Linked DNA regions of Drosophila melanogaster: all the other regions are linked to region 1. The links are chromatin contacts, called in public Hi-C and HiChIP or PLAC-seq maps. All regions are on one chromosome and are shown on one strand. Each heading gives the region's core, a stretch centred on a gene start, on an enhancer-like site or on the middle of the called end of the contact. The rest is flanking DNA. Distances are from core to core; before and after follow the strand shown.

Region 1 (3,813 bases), core at 430-2,929:
ACACTGATTCGCTGTTTTATTTTTTTTTGCGCAGGCGAATGCCGCTGTGAAAACAAAAAACCGAATAAAACAGCCGACAAAAACAAAAGGAAGGAGAAACGTTGACGGCGACGTCACTCAAATGCGATTTGCAATTTTAATTTTTGCCGTTCATGTTTTGCAGTTTTTGTTCATATAATTAAAGTTGTAAAAATGAATTGCCATACAGCAAAAAAACGAGAGAAAAGTAAATTGCAAATTGTAAATTGCTTTTGCCATAAAGGCGGAAATGCCTCTCTCAACAACAAAAAAACTCGCATTCAAATAGTGCAACAAAAAACTAAAAACAAATAAGCCGAAATCGACAACAAAAAATAAGGCTAAACAGGTGAAGAAGAAAACTAAAAGCCACAGAAATAACAAAAACCGATAAACCAAAATTTAAAACCAGCACAAAAAATAGCCCCAAAACTTAAGATATACAATTGTGTTCGAAATCGTAGTAAAGCTATTTGAAGCGCCACAAAAATTTACATTTTTTGTAAACATTTTTAAGCATCGACTATTATTTTGGGTACAACTGTAGCAGATAAACAACAGCCCGCAAAAAACCCTAATTATCAAGCTTAGACAAAAACTACAAAAAAAGCGAAAAAATCACACAAAAAATGTAAATTACTGGCCTATGAATTTAATTAATTTTTTGCAACTCTGTAGGTTTTTTCCCCTCTTTTTTCATTTTTATCTTGGCGATTAGTTGGCAGCAACAATTACAATAAGCGAAGAAAAAGCGCCAATCGTTTCCTGAGCGAAAAACAATTGTTTACAATAATTGCATGCGATTATTATTTATGTCAATTTCGAATATTCAGCTGGCAAAGTCAACAAACCCGGAAACCTTCGGCGAGAACAACGGAATTTTTATCGTAATATTTTGTTCGCCTTTTTGCATTCAACAAAAAAGAGCACGCACAAAACAAAACATGCAAAAAAAAAAAGAAGCACAAAATATATGATTGAAAAACAAAAACGATAAAAAACAAGGGGAGAGCGGCGAACAAAAACAGAAAATCGCACAAATAACACACAACTTTTGTTTGGCTAAAAATAAAACGACGTTCGTTTTGCGTGTCTTTTTAGCACATGAAATAAATAATTTGTTTTCTCACCTTTTCTTTATGACTTTTCGCGCTATCTTTTCTTTTGGCGTTTTTTTCCCCCCTCGAATTTCTTTTACTTTTCCTTTATGCTTTTTGTTTTGTTATTCGAATCGAATTGCACACGCAGCAGAATTGTGTCGAAAAAAATTCATTCATTCATTTAATTTCTGGCTTGCCATTTTTGTTTCATTTCTATATTTTGTTTTTTAACATAAAAAAAAATAATGCGAAACAGCGAATTCAAAACGCGCGCTTTTTCTTTTGCCTTGCGAGCGGATAACGGTAAATGCGCACAGCAATGTTTTAACATTAAACACTAACCACTAAATTGTCAGGAAATTCACCAAAAATAAATGTTCTGTTTTGGAATTGTTAAGAATGTTAGGCTCATGTGTTTGTTAATATTTTCCAGGAATTTTCTTTTAGCGGCGCAGCGAAGTGAAACGTACCGCGGAGGAGACGGATTTTTGAGTGAAAAGAATTGAACTTTCGTTGTTGCTTATATAGACTTTGGCTGGCAGCAATGTTGCTGGAGAGAGATGTTGCACTCTCCCAATCGGTTGGCAACTTAAACCGGTTCGCAGTACCAGCAATTTGGCGGGTACTTTAAATGCCTTAACGTTATCGCGCGTTTGATAACTACGTACATTTTAAGGGATTGAGAGAAACGCATATTATGATATAAAATAAAGTGTTAATATTAATTGAAGAGGCACACACGCTTAACATTTCCACAAATTGTAAATATTTATACAAGAATTGGTAGCTATCGCTAGCGTTGCCAGACGGCGCCAAAAGCTTCTAAATCCAGCGATCCAACTACCCAAACAGCTGATATCTGTTAGCCTGGTAAATGTTGTTTACCAACGTAACGCGTGTTTTCGCTTCGTTGTATTTTCGGTGTCGAATATTTTGGATGCTGGCCAAGAGATAGCGCAGCGATCGGGTCGGAACTCTTGGGCGGACTTATCACTGGGTCGGTCAGGGGTCACGGGTTATCGTTATCGCTTATCAGCCAGCGGCGGCGTCATCTCAGCGCCGGCGACTCTTCTCACTTTGCGGCAGTTCCGATTCGAACGCAGCCGTGTGAGTACTAATAATTACCAAGGATTGTTGAAAAACATCCACTAAAATCTATAAAATTCTGCTTATTACAGTTACAAAGACATGCAGCGGGCGCGCTCTACACTGACACAAAAGCTTCGGTTTTGCCTTAGTCGGGACCTGAACACCAAAGTTGGCAACCCGGTTAACTTCGAGACTGGAAAGCTTAGCGGAGCTTTAACTCGCATCGCCGCCAAAAAACAACCATCACCAACGCCATTCTTACCGGCGATCAGACGATATTCGGACTCCAAGCAGAGCACTTTGAAGGTGAGTTCGCCGGGAAAGTCCCAGGCAAAGTGAAGGGGAGGGTGGAAAAAGTGTGGCTAATTGAACCATTTGGGGGACTCGCATTTCGATTGCCTTTAATTCTTGCAGTGATCGCGGTGCTCAGAAAGTTTGTGTTTCGCTTCCATTTGCGGCTCCTGGCATGCCCGGCTAATCGCCATGTGCTTCATGCGTTTCATTCAGCCATGTGTTCCCACACTGCACTATCCCTACGTGGATGGCATGCCATCGATCCGCTGAAAGTGTTGTTTATAGTAGTATCATTGTTAAGTACCTATGTACATGTGTAGTTTAATTGAGATCTTATAGCATATGTACATATATGTACCGTATTTGTATCAGTGTACTGTTAGTGTATTCAAAACGTCGCCATGCGCCAAGTTTGAATCTTTTTGATTCACATTCGCTACCTCGGCCTGAAACTCGTTTTTGGGCCTACTCGAATTTCTCGGCTGTTTGCGCCCTATCGAGCATTGTTGTTGTCATTCTCGTTTGCACTTGTCTAAATATTTAAACTGATAACGCAAAAAAAAAAAAGAATCTGGCATTGGCCATTAAATCGAATTTCCCATTCGTGTGGGCAGATTTGTATATAAATATACATACATACATATGTATATGCATTTTGCACTCAACTTGTGGCCAGAAATTAGCATTCAATTTAGTGGGAATCACCAGTTTCCAGTTTTTGCAGCTAAAATTTTGCGTGTCCAATTCATTTCTGCGTTGAAAATAGAAGAATCTTCCAGGGATTATTAGTTAGCAGCTGGAAACGTTGAACAACAAAATGGTACTAGAGATACGTAATTTGCTGGAGGAAGCTACATACATATAAACTTGTCCATTTTCTGCCAATATTCTCCATTTCGACTATATACGTACGTTTCCCGATCTTTCCGAAGTGCGTCAGCTGCAAAGGGGGGGCAGTGTCCTTATCGTCGTCCGGCGACTTGAACTGGTGACCCAGACGGATGATAATCACTTGACGATAAGCGGATCGCAAATAGACGCGCTCTCCCATCCATGGGGGGTCGCATTTTCGATCATGGGCGTGTTATTGCACCCAAGTCACTTGGTTTCCCTGGTATTTGGCCAATCTAATCGTGGATCGGGAATAGGGAATCGGGGGAGCGCCTCTCGAGTGGTTGCCATGGTGCATCCAGGCGTAATCTTCGCCTTGGCGATAGCTGCGCCTTATCGCCGGAACTTTTCCAATGCTATTTGAACCCATTGAACCCGTATTTGTTTGTAACTTTTCGCAACCATCGGCGGCGGGAACATA
Region 2 (4,034 bases), core at 1,387-3,886, 310 kb before region 1:
AGATTTTGGCCATCGGTAGCACCGCCTGAATGTCATCCTTGTTGATCTCCAGCTTGGCAATTAGTCGCTTCTTGTTGTCATCGGGTATAACCAGTTCCCCGGAATCCTTGTCCTTTGGCGTGTCATAGACATGCGTCACGGACCACACAATCTTGCCACCGTCCACAATATCATTGGTGTCCTCGGCCACCTCGAGCAGCCATGAGAATACTTCAAACACCTCGCTGGTTAGGTTGCCACCACTTTCCAGACTGGATTCGGCCTCTTTGCGGAAAGCAGTAACGCGAGCGGTAGTGTGTTTGGGATTTTCCTTCTCTACAGAAACGCTCCATTGGTCTGTGGAGGCGGTGGCGCCCAGAATCTTTAAGCCCGCCTTAACACGAGCTCTCACAGTGAAGGCGGCCACCCGCTGATCGGGATATTGATGTAAAAAGACGGGCACATGTAGACGGGAGAGTGGATACAGCGGATGTTGTGGCAGGAGAAAGGTGACGGCATCATCGGCGCGCAACATACGATAGGGAGTCCTGGCGGCCAACAAAGGCACCTGGGCGAATGTGGTCAACGGTTGGATCTGCACCTTCGGCTCGCATTGCTCGGGATTACGCAAAGGCGGTTCAAAGACACTGTACGAGACCTGGGCATACCGCTGCGGTACTTTGGGTGGCGCCTGACCACTGCCATCTTGTGTGGGCGCCGGCAGCTGGGGCCACCAGCCCAGGGGCACGACCACTTCGGCTACGCAGACACCGTCCTCGCCCTCCGGCATGCAGCGTCCTTTGAGCGGCTGCTCCGAACCCATCGCCACGTGCAGGAGTACACAGACCTTCTGGCGCTGCAAATGACCACCCGGATCGGCTCCGGCGTGGAATAGTACCCGAAGCACGGGAGCATCCTGCGATACACTGGAGCGAACCAAATGGGCGGATATGTCCAGGTGCATATTTGGCTGCTGGAGCTCCAGTAGAGTGGCATTCTGTGGGAGAGAAAGTGGTATGACAAGGCGTCCTTTTGTTGCTTGCCAGGATTTGGGGATAACTCACGTTCATATAATCGCCCGACTGGCTGTCCATTGTGTCCGGCACAATGTAGCGGGCTGGCACCGTTTGTTTCGTGGAAAACGGTCCATAGCTGGCGCGTATGGACACCGGCTGCGTGGTCTCGACCACAGTGAATCTGTCCAGAGATAACACGGAATCATAGGAGGATCGTTGCCGTAACGGCGGCACCGCCGAGGATGTCTGCACATTGGCGATCTCCGGCGTCACAGGTGGTTGGCGGGCGTGCTTCAGAAAGAAGCCGCTGTCCGGCGCCTCGAAGTGCACCTCCACGGAGTCTGGCGAGGATTCGGCATGGATTTGTTATGGGTTGGGAGTAGATGAAGGAGTCAATTAGTTGAATTTTGGTAATGGTAACATAGGGGTTGGGGATTTTCTTAAACCCGGAGGTCACCCACTCCTCCTTTATCCCCCTCCCACTGGCTTACTCCCTCCTCCCACTCCATCGCTTTTTTTGTACCACCCCCCTGGGTTTGGAAACTTTATTTGATACTTACATGCCAACGACAGCTGCAAAGCAATTATGAGGCAGTATCTCATCATCTTGTTCGTGTGCAGGAATCCAAAATATATCGAAATCCTGAAATCCTGTGCCCACCCACTCGTTAATTTGCTAATTAACTGTGCCCGCACTTTCGTTATTTTCACTGTTCTCTCGCTTGTGTGGCTTATTTGACCGTTATTCCGTTAATCGTGCCAAAAGTCAACCGTTAATTCGCGCTGGCTAGCACTTTTCGTCCTTTTTTCTCGCTCAGCAATCCGCAGCACATCCTTTATTGATTCTTTCCAGTGTGCCCACACACCCACACACCAACACACACTCACACGCTGCTCACACACACAGCCGTGGGCCACCTCACACACAGATACACATGCACATGCAGGTATAGACACATCTTCTCCTGCAAATCGCGCAGTTCAGTTCGAAATTAATTGGACCGCAACCGTGCCAATCGATTCGATTTTTCACTCGACTCGCTTTTCACGCGCTGGCAAGGATCTGCTGGGCTGGAAAATCCCTCGTTCGACGCCCTAATGCATGCCTCTTTTCATTCAGGTCTCTCAGAATTTTACACAAATATCGAACATTCCAAACACTTTGCAGTGTGTCCATACCGTATTGAAAACAATATCCTAAGATAGTGGTACTACCGTATTTGGAAGTGCTGTAATATGGGGCTGCCAGACTGTGCGCATACTCCTGAAACTCCAATCAGAACGCGGGCAATTCAAAAAGTTAATACCAAAAAAAAAAAAATACCATGTTTGACAGTGAAGAATAAAGAAAAATAAAATTAATTGGGATTGCTTAAGAAAATTTTTTGAGAAACTTTAGATTCTACAAGAAAAGAGCTTCTTAGGAACGAATATTTTAAAACAAGATCTGGTAGCACAACTGACAATAGGTTTTTAGGATTCTAATAGCCATGGTCCTAGTCTCAGTAGTATTCACATTTGTAATATAATTTTATATTTTATAATATAATTTATAGTCTTAATATTTATTTATTTTAGGAGCTCCAACAATTAGCACTTTTGCACAGTAATTTTTAGCATATTCTGCGGTATTTTCTGATAAATTGAAACCGCCTCTATGCTGGTCACACTTGGCCTTCTCGTCGAACCGAAATTATAAAAGACAAAAGTGCAGCTGGTCGAAAGTTGCATTAACGAAACTTCGATAGTATTAAACACTCGGCATTCGGCAGCTGTGAGTATGAATCAAATCAGGCGTAATCAAGCAATCATATTCGATAAAATAAACGAACTGAACTCCCAAAGGGCGCTGCCCTATGTGAGTGTGCGTGTGTGTTAGTGTATGCGTATGAGTCAGCGTCGGCAGCGCGCAAATGAAAACAATTGTTTTTGTGCTATAATTCCATTTAAATGTCCATTCGAAAGTGATAAATCAACGAAGTCGCAAACATTTGGCCCAACTTGAGTTCTCGAGTGAATTTGGGTGCTTCAACTGCGGTTTTTTTCTGGCCTTTTAAGGCTTTAATTGAAATGCGTGTGCCAGTGTGTGTGAGAATGTTTTCAATGAGCCAAATACGTGTGCGATGTTGTTTTTGTTAACCGCAGTTCAACAGCATTGATAAACTCGCATACACATGCACGCACTGGCGCAGAGCGAGAGCGAAACTCCCATACGTGTCATTTTCGTTTGCGCGAGTGACTCAGAGAGCTGCGCATGTGTGCGTGCATGAGTCGTACTCACAGTGGGCGCCCGATAAGGTGGACTTGTAACTGTAGCGGAAGCATGGAGCCATCGAACTGCTTTTGCATTATCCTTTCTGGCCTAAAACTGTATTAAAACTATTTATTTATAAATATAATTTGTAGTTCGCCCATTTTAGGCAATGGCCAAACCTTCATTCCTTAAAAAACCTTAAAGAGCAGCAATAAGATGTTCTTTCCGTTGTGATAAGCATATGCATGGTGTACTCACTGTAGCGAGCGTCCACTGTATGTTGACACAGTTTGTTTGGGGAGCAATGAAAATCGGTTTCAGCGGAATTCGCTGCAATATGTCTATATATAGCCATAAATACATACCCGGCCAACGAAATGCTAATGTGAGTCGGCGTTTTTCGATTTCAGATCCACGCCGCACACACATCACTCCAGCGCGAAGCACTAGTGCCACCAGCTCCATAGGCCGGCTCCATTTAGCTCCATTAACCGCATCAGAACCACCAATCCAACAGCAACCATGTCATCCCGTAAGACCGCCGGACGTCGCGCCACCACCAAGAAGCGCGCCCAACGCGCCACCTCCAATGTGTTCGCCATGTTCGATCAGGCGCAGATTGCCGAGTTCAAGGAGGCATTCAACATGATCGACCAGAACCGTGATGGCTTCGTCGAGAAGGAGGATCTGCACGACATGCTGGCCTCGCTGGGCAAGAACCCAACGGACGACTATCTCGATGGCATGATGAACGAGGCGCCCGGGCCCATCAACTTCACCATGTT
Region 3 (3,982 bases), core at 851-3,350, 350 kb before region 1:
CGATGACCAATGCTCTGTAGGATCAGGGGCAATCAGTTGGACACTGTGCATTAATTGGTGGTCAGGGATTACTAGTGGCATACCTCATCGTTCTCGTCGAACAACTGCTCGGCAATCTGCTCACGCACCAGACCCTCGTCCACGTGCTGCTCCTCGCCATCGCTTTCGTTGTCGTGGATGCGACGCAGACGCTTGAACCGCTTCTACAAGGGAAAACATAATTTCAAACAATATATTTGAGGAGATAGAAGCCCCAATCCCTCAGCTATGTTATTCTTTGTTAGTTAAGCTTCGAAATTGGAGCCACAATTGGAGTTTAAAAAGTACATAGTTCTTCCCTGAAGGGAACACCTACCCGTCTCTCGACTTTGACGCCCAGATTCTCCTCGATAAGATCGTAGTCGTCGTCCTCCAGTCGATCGTCCAGATCGTCGTCCTCGTGCTTTTTGCGCTTCTTGCCGCTGCCGACGCCATCGGAATCGTAACCACTGCCATCGTCCTCCTCGATGGGATTGTCGTCGATCAGATCTTTGAGCTCTTCGCGCAGCCGTTCCTCGTCGTCTACGGAATAGGGCAATAAGAATATCGGTTTACCTTTTACCTTCATTGTAGCCGCAGATATACATATGCAACTGAAAACTGTTTTTAAAGCTTAAATTTAAGTAATTCACCCGGTTTTGAGAAAGACCTACATTTGATAAATTACCTAGATTTCGATATAGATAAGCCCTAACCATTGATTATTCCAGCTCCATCTATTGAACTAATTCTCCCTCCCTGCTTTGATTTGCAATTTCTTGGAATACGCCGCGTTCTTCCAATTCGCCGCACTTGTTTTATTTACTGGAACGAGCGCAGCTGTTTGTTGTTGTTGCTGCTGCTATTGCTACTGCTGATGCTGATATTTGATGGCCACGGTAGCACGGTAAAAACACAAGACCTAACCTCAAAGTTGTAAACAAAAGAAGTTGCAAGCGTGTGGCATTGGCCAGTTATAGGTGCCTTTATCCCGGATATGGACTGTTCCGATCGATGGATGGTGAGAGGGGTGAAAAACCCGCCAGAGATCGCCACATACGTATGTATGTATGTATGTATTTGTACGCGCCTTCAGCGGCTCCAGTGGAAAAACTCACCTTCTTCTTCTTCGCTACTATCGGAGACGGCCGCCTTCAGTTTCTTGAGTCTCTTGCGCTCGTTGACGTCCAATTCTTCCTCCTCCTGCGGGAAAAACGAAGAAAAGCCATTTGGTTAATTCAATATATATGTAGGCACATATGTATGTACACACACGCAAGGCGCAACGCACACCGCACACATAACGACGCACGAACGGTACGCGCTTCTAGAAATAGTGTTTTTGGGGTTCCGCAGACACCTACCTCCGATTCCTCGGCCTCGGAGTCCAGAAATTCGGCCATAATATAATGGAATAAAGCTTAACTTAATAATAAAGTGCGTATTAATGCAGAGAAACGAAGAGTTTGTGAGCGTTTCTTCCTCTTCTCTTCTTCTTTATTTCTCATCGCATTGCACAAAAGTTGGTATTAAAATACTAGCTAAATACTAAATACCACGAACAGTTTTCTACTGTTTACAGTACAGTTTGCTGTTAGCTTACAGCAGTGTTCTCGCTGCCAGCCCTGGTTTGCATTGCAGAACTACAGTGGATCCTTCCTATAACCTATGGTTAGTTATCCGTTTTCATGTGCTGACAACAATTGGACAAGAATTTTGCACACATACTTGTATTGATAAGCGGGAAAATTCCCCTATATGGGAACACACATATGCCCTTTGGTCTCAACGATGAAGTTTGCTAATTTCCATTATAGTCCATGGCATACTTCCTTTACATAGTTGACTTTTATGAGTTCTTACCGAAAAACCAACACTAATTGTAGCGCATAATAATTTCTCTCAAAAACTAGTGGTAAACGTAATGAACAATAATAATAATAAGCAATAAACAAAATTCGCAAACTTGTGAATTAAAAGTTCTTTAAAATTATTAGTGCATTTGGTATTTTGTGTAGCTTCTAAAGCCTTATTTTTGCTGGCTTTCCTTGTCTTCCCGTACACGGGCACACTTGTCGCGCTGCAGTTACATTTACTGCTCCGCCGTCTCTGGGCACACTGTATTGTTGTTGCTCGACGAGGAAATACTATTAGTATTTTTTTTCGTTCATCCTGAAAGTTTAAGTGGACGAAACGAGCGGCGGCCGACTCGACACCGAGCCGAAATTCAGAAAGTCTATTGCTTTGGTCGAGAACAGATTGTCAGGGAACTTCACTTCATTTACGCTCCCAAACAAACGGCAAAGGTAGCATTTCCAAAAACGAATTAAATCGAAATCCAAATAGAAATAGAAGTAGAATTAGAAAAGCCATAAGCGCAAGTTAACGAGACAAGACAACAACAATTCGATTCGGCGGTTTTTGTTTTTTTGCCAGTGTGTGTTTGTGCTACGCTGTGAGTGTGCATTAGTGTCCGGTGCTCCTGTTGTTGTTCTTGTTGCTGTTGTTGTCGCTTATTGTTGTTCTTGCTGTTATTGTTGCTGTTGTTCGCAAGGCACAATAACACAGGCTCATACAATTGCGAATATTTAGAAAAAGCAAAGCATATACATATGTGACAACAAACGCCAAGGAAAAACTGGAAAGCTAAGCAAAGGAAAACCAAGAAAAAGAAAACAAACAATTGAGAAATTAAGAAGCGGCAACTGAAGCAGCAACATGGACATATTGAATGAGTTCAGCAATGTATTCTGGAGTACGCACATTTGGCTGCCGCCGAACACAACCTGGGCGGACATTGCGCCCGGCTCGCGTCCAGATGTGGTGCACGCCAACTACAAGGACCTCATATGGCCCATTCCATTCGCCGCTGTTGTCATGCTGGTCCGCTACACGCTGGAGCGGTAAGTTTTCCACGTCCATTTTCCCCCCTCCGCACTCTTCCCAACCAACTGACTGACTCCCTTTCCATTCTCGCCATTCCCGGCAACATGATTCCATTCCGCCTCTTTCTCTAACCCCATTCATACGGCTTTCCCTCGCTCTCTCCCGCTCTTTCTCGCTCTCCTTACCATTGAGTAAGCCCACCGCCCCACGTTTGTTGCACCATGTACAGTAAACTTTATTCATAATTCCTTCTTTTCTCCATTTCATTTCATTTTTTTTTTATCGACAAACATAACCTCACGTGGAAACGCCCAACATTCTGCAAGCGTCCGTGTAAATATATATATATATGTGTGTGTGTGTGAAACAGCGCTTGTTTGCTTGTGTGCGGTTTGTGCGGCATACACGCGTTTTTTGTTGCTGCAACTCGAAGTTTTCCCTTTCCAAGCGACGCCGGCTGCAGTTTCCAGCCAGCCGGCAACGAATTTCCCACAAAATATTAGCCCCACTCCATCTTCAAGTTCCTACTAATTGTTTAGTCAAAGGGGAAACATACATACATATATATATGCACATACATATATATTTGTTTATAGTCAGCTCCATGCGGTTTTTTTTTATGATTGTATGGCCCGCTGAGAAATTGGGATCAAAACTGGCACAGTGGGGCAAATACATAGTTAATCAATTGGCCAATTGTAGGAAGTATTTTTCATAAATATATCCAAGCCAAAAAACGGATATTTATTGACTTGTCAATAATAAGAAAGTCAACGATATGAAAACCATGTTTGTTCAGACTTTTTAACGACTTCAAGGAAAACCACTGCTGCATTTGCACAGTGCGAGATAACTAAGTTTCGTACAGGAAAATCCATATTCACAAATATTTTATTGCAATTAAAGTGCGAAAATGTTTTGAAATGCCAAATTTCCACGCCTGTTTGACCCACTGTGAGCCGCTGGCATTTTGGTCGCTTTTCAGGCCAATTAACCAGCGCGTCGCATTTGGCTTCAACTATGCATACATACATACATACATACGTAAATATATGGCTGTGAATATTCGAACGAGCGG

The links. A called contact is a pair of places that touch in the nucleus more often than the background predicts. HiChIP or PLAC-seq counts read pairs in DNA pulled down with a chosen protein or histone mark.
Region 2: a contact with region 1 is called in a Psq HiChIP or PLAC-seq map of the Kc167 cell line, with 6 times the contacts expected there. The contact joins the promoter of sqh here to the promoter of CG3726 in region 1. A contact is called at or near these places in 10 of 107 Hi-C or Micro-C datasets (the Kc167 cell line, the S2 cell line, embryo and 3 more) and 1 of 6 datasets of contacts at active chromatin or transcription factors (the Kc167 cell line).
Region 3: a contact with region 1 is called in a Hi-C map of the Kc167 cell line, with 2.0 times the contacts expected there. The contact joins the promoter of schlank here to the promoter of CG3726 in region 1. A contact is called at or near these places in 6 of 107 Hi-C or Micro-C datasets (the D17-c3 cell line, the Kc167 cell line, embryo and 2 more) and 1 of 6 datasets of contacts at active chromatin or transcription factors (the Kc167 cell line).

What each region holds. Positions count from the first base shown.
Region 1 is chrX:5,914,963-5,918,775 of dm6, reverse strand. CG3726 reads right to left here and starts at 1,679. Exons shown (of 7, transcript NM_001297988.1): 1 at 1,149-1,679. It overlaps Shmt (Serine hydroxymethyl transferase), which reads left to right and starts at 1,979. Exons shown (of 4, transcript NM_132050.2): 1 at 1,979-2,225; 2 at 2,297-2,513. The coding sequence starts at 2,307.
Region 2 is chrX:6,223,742-6,227,775 of dm6, reverse strand. It overlaps sqh (spaghetti squash), which reads left to right and starts at 2,636. Exons shown (of 3, transcript NM_078502.3): 1 at 2,636-2,769; 2 at 3,660-4,034. The coding sequence starts at 3,772. It overlaps dtn (detonator), which reads right to left and starts at 1,840. Exons shown (of 13, transcript NM_001298003.1): 1 at 1,556-1,840; 2 at 1,044-1,336; 3 at 1-976. The coding sequence starts at 1,601.
Region 3 is chrX:6,265,346-6,269,327 of dm6, reverse strand. schlank (schlank,) reads left to right here and starts at 2,100. Exons shown (of 7, transcript NM_167063.3): 1 at 2,100-2,324; 2 at 2,611-2,921. The coding sequence starts at 2,737. It overlaps Spt6 (Spt6,), which reads right to left and starts at 1,531. Exons shown (of 6, transcript NM_143705.3): 1 at 1,383-1,531; 2 at 1,137-1,221; 3 at 356-561; 4 at 84-203; 5 at 1-14. The coding sequence starts at 1,421.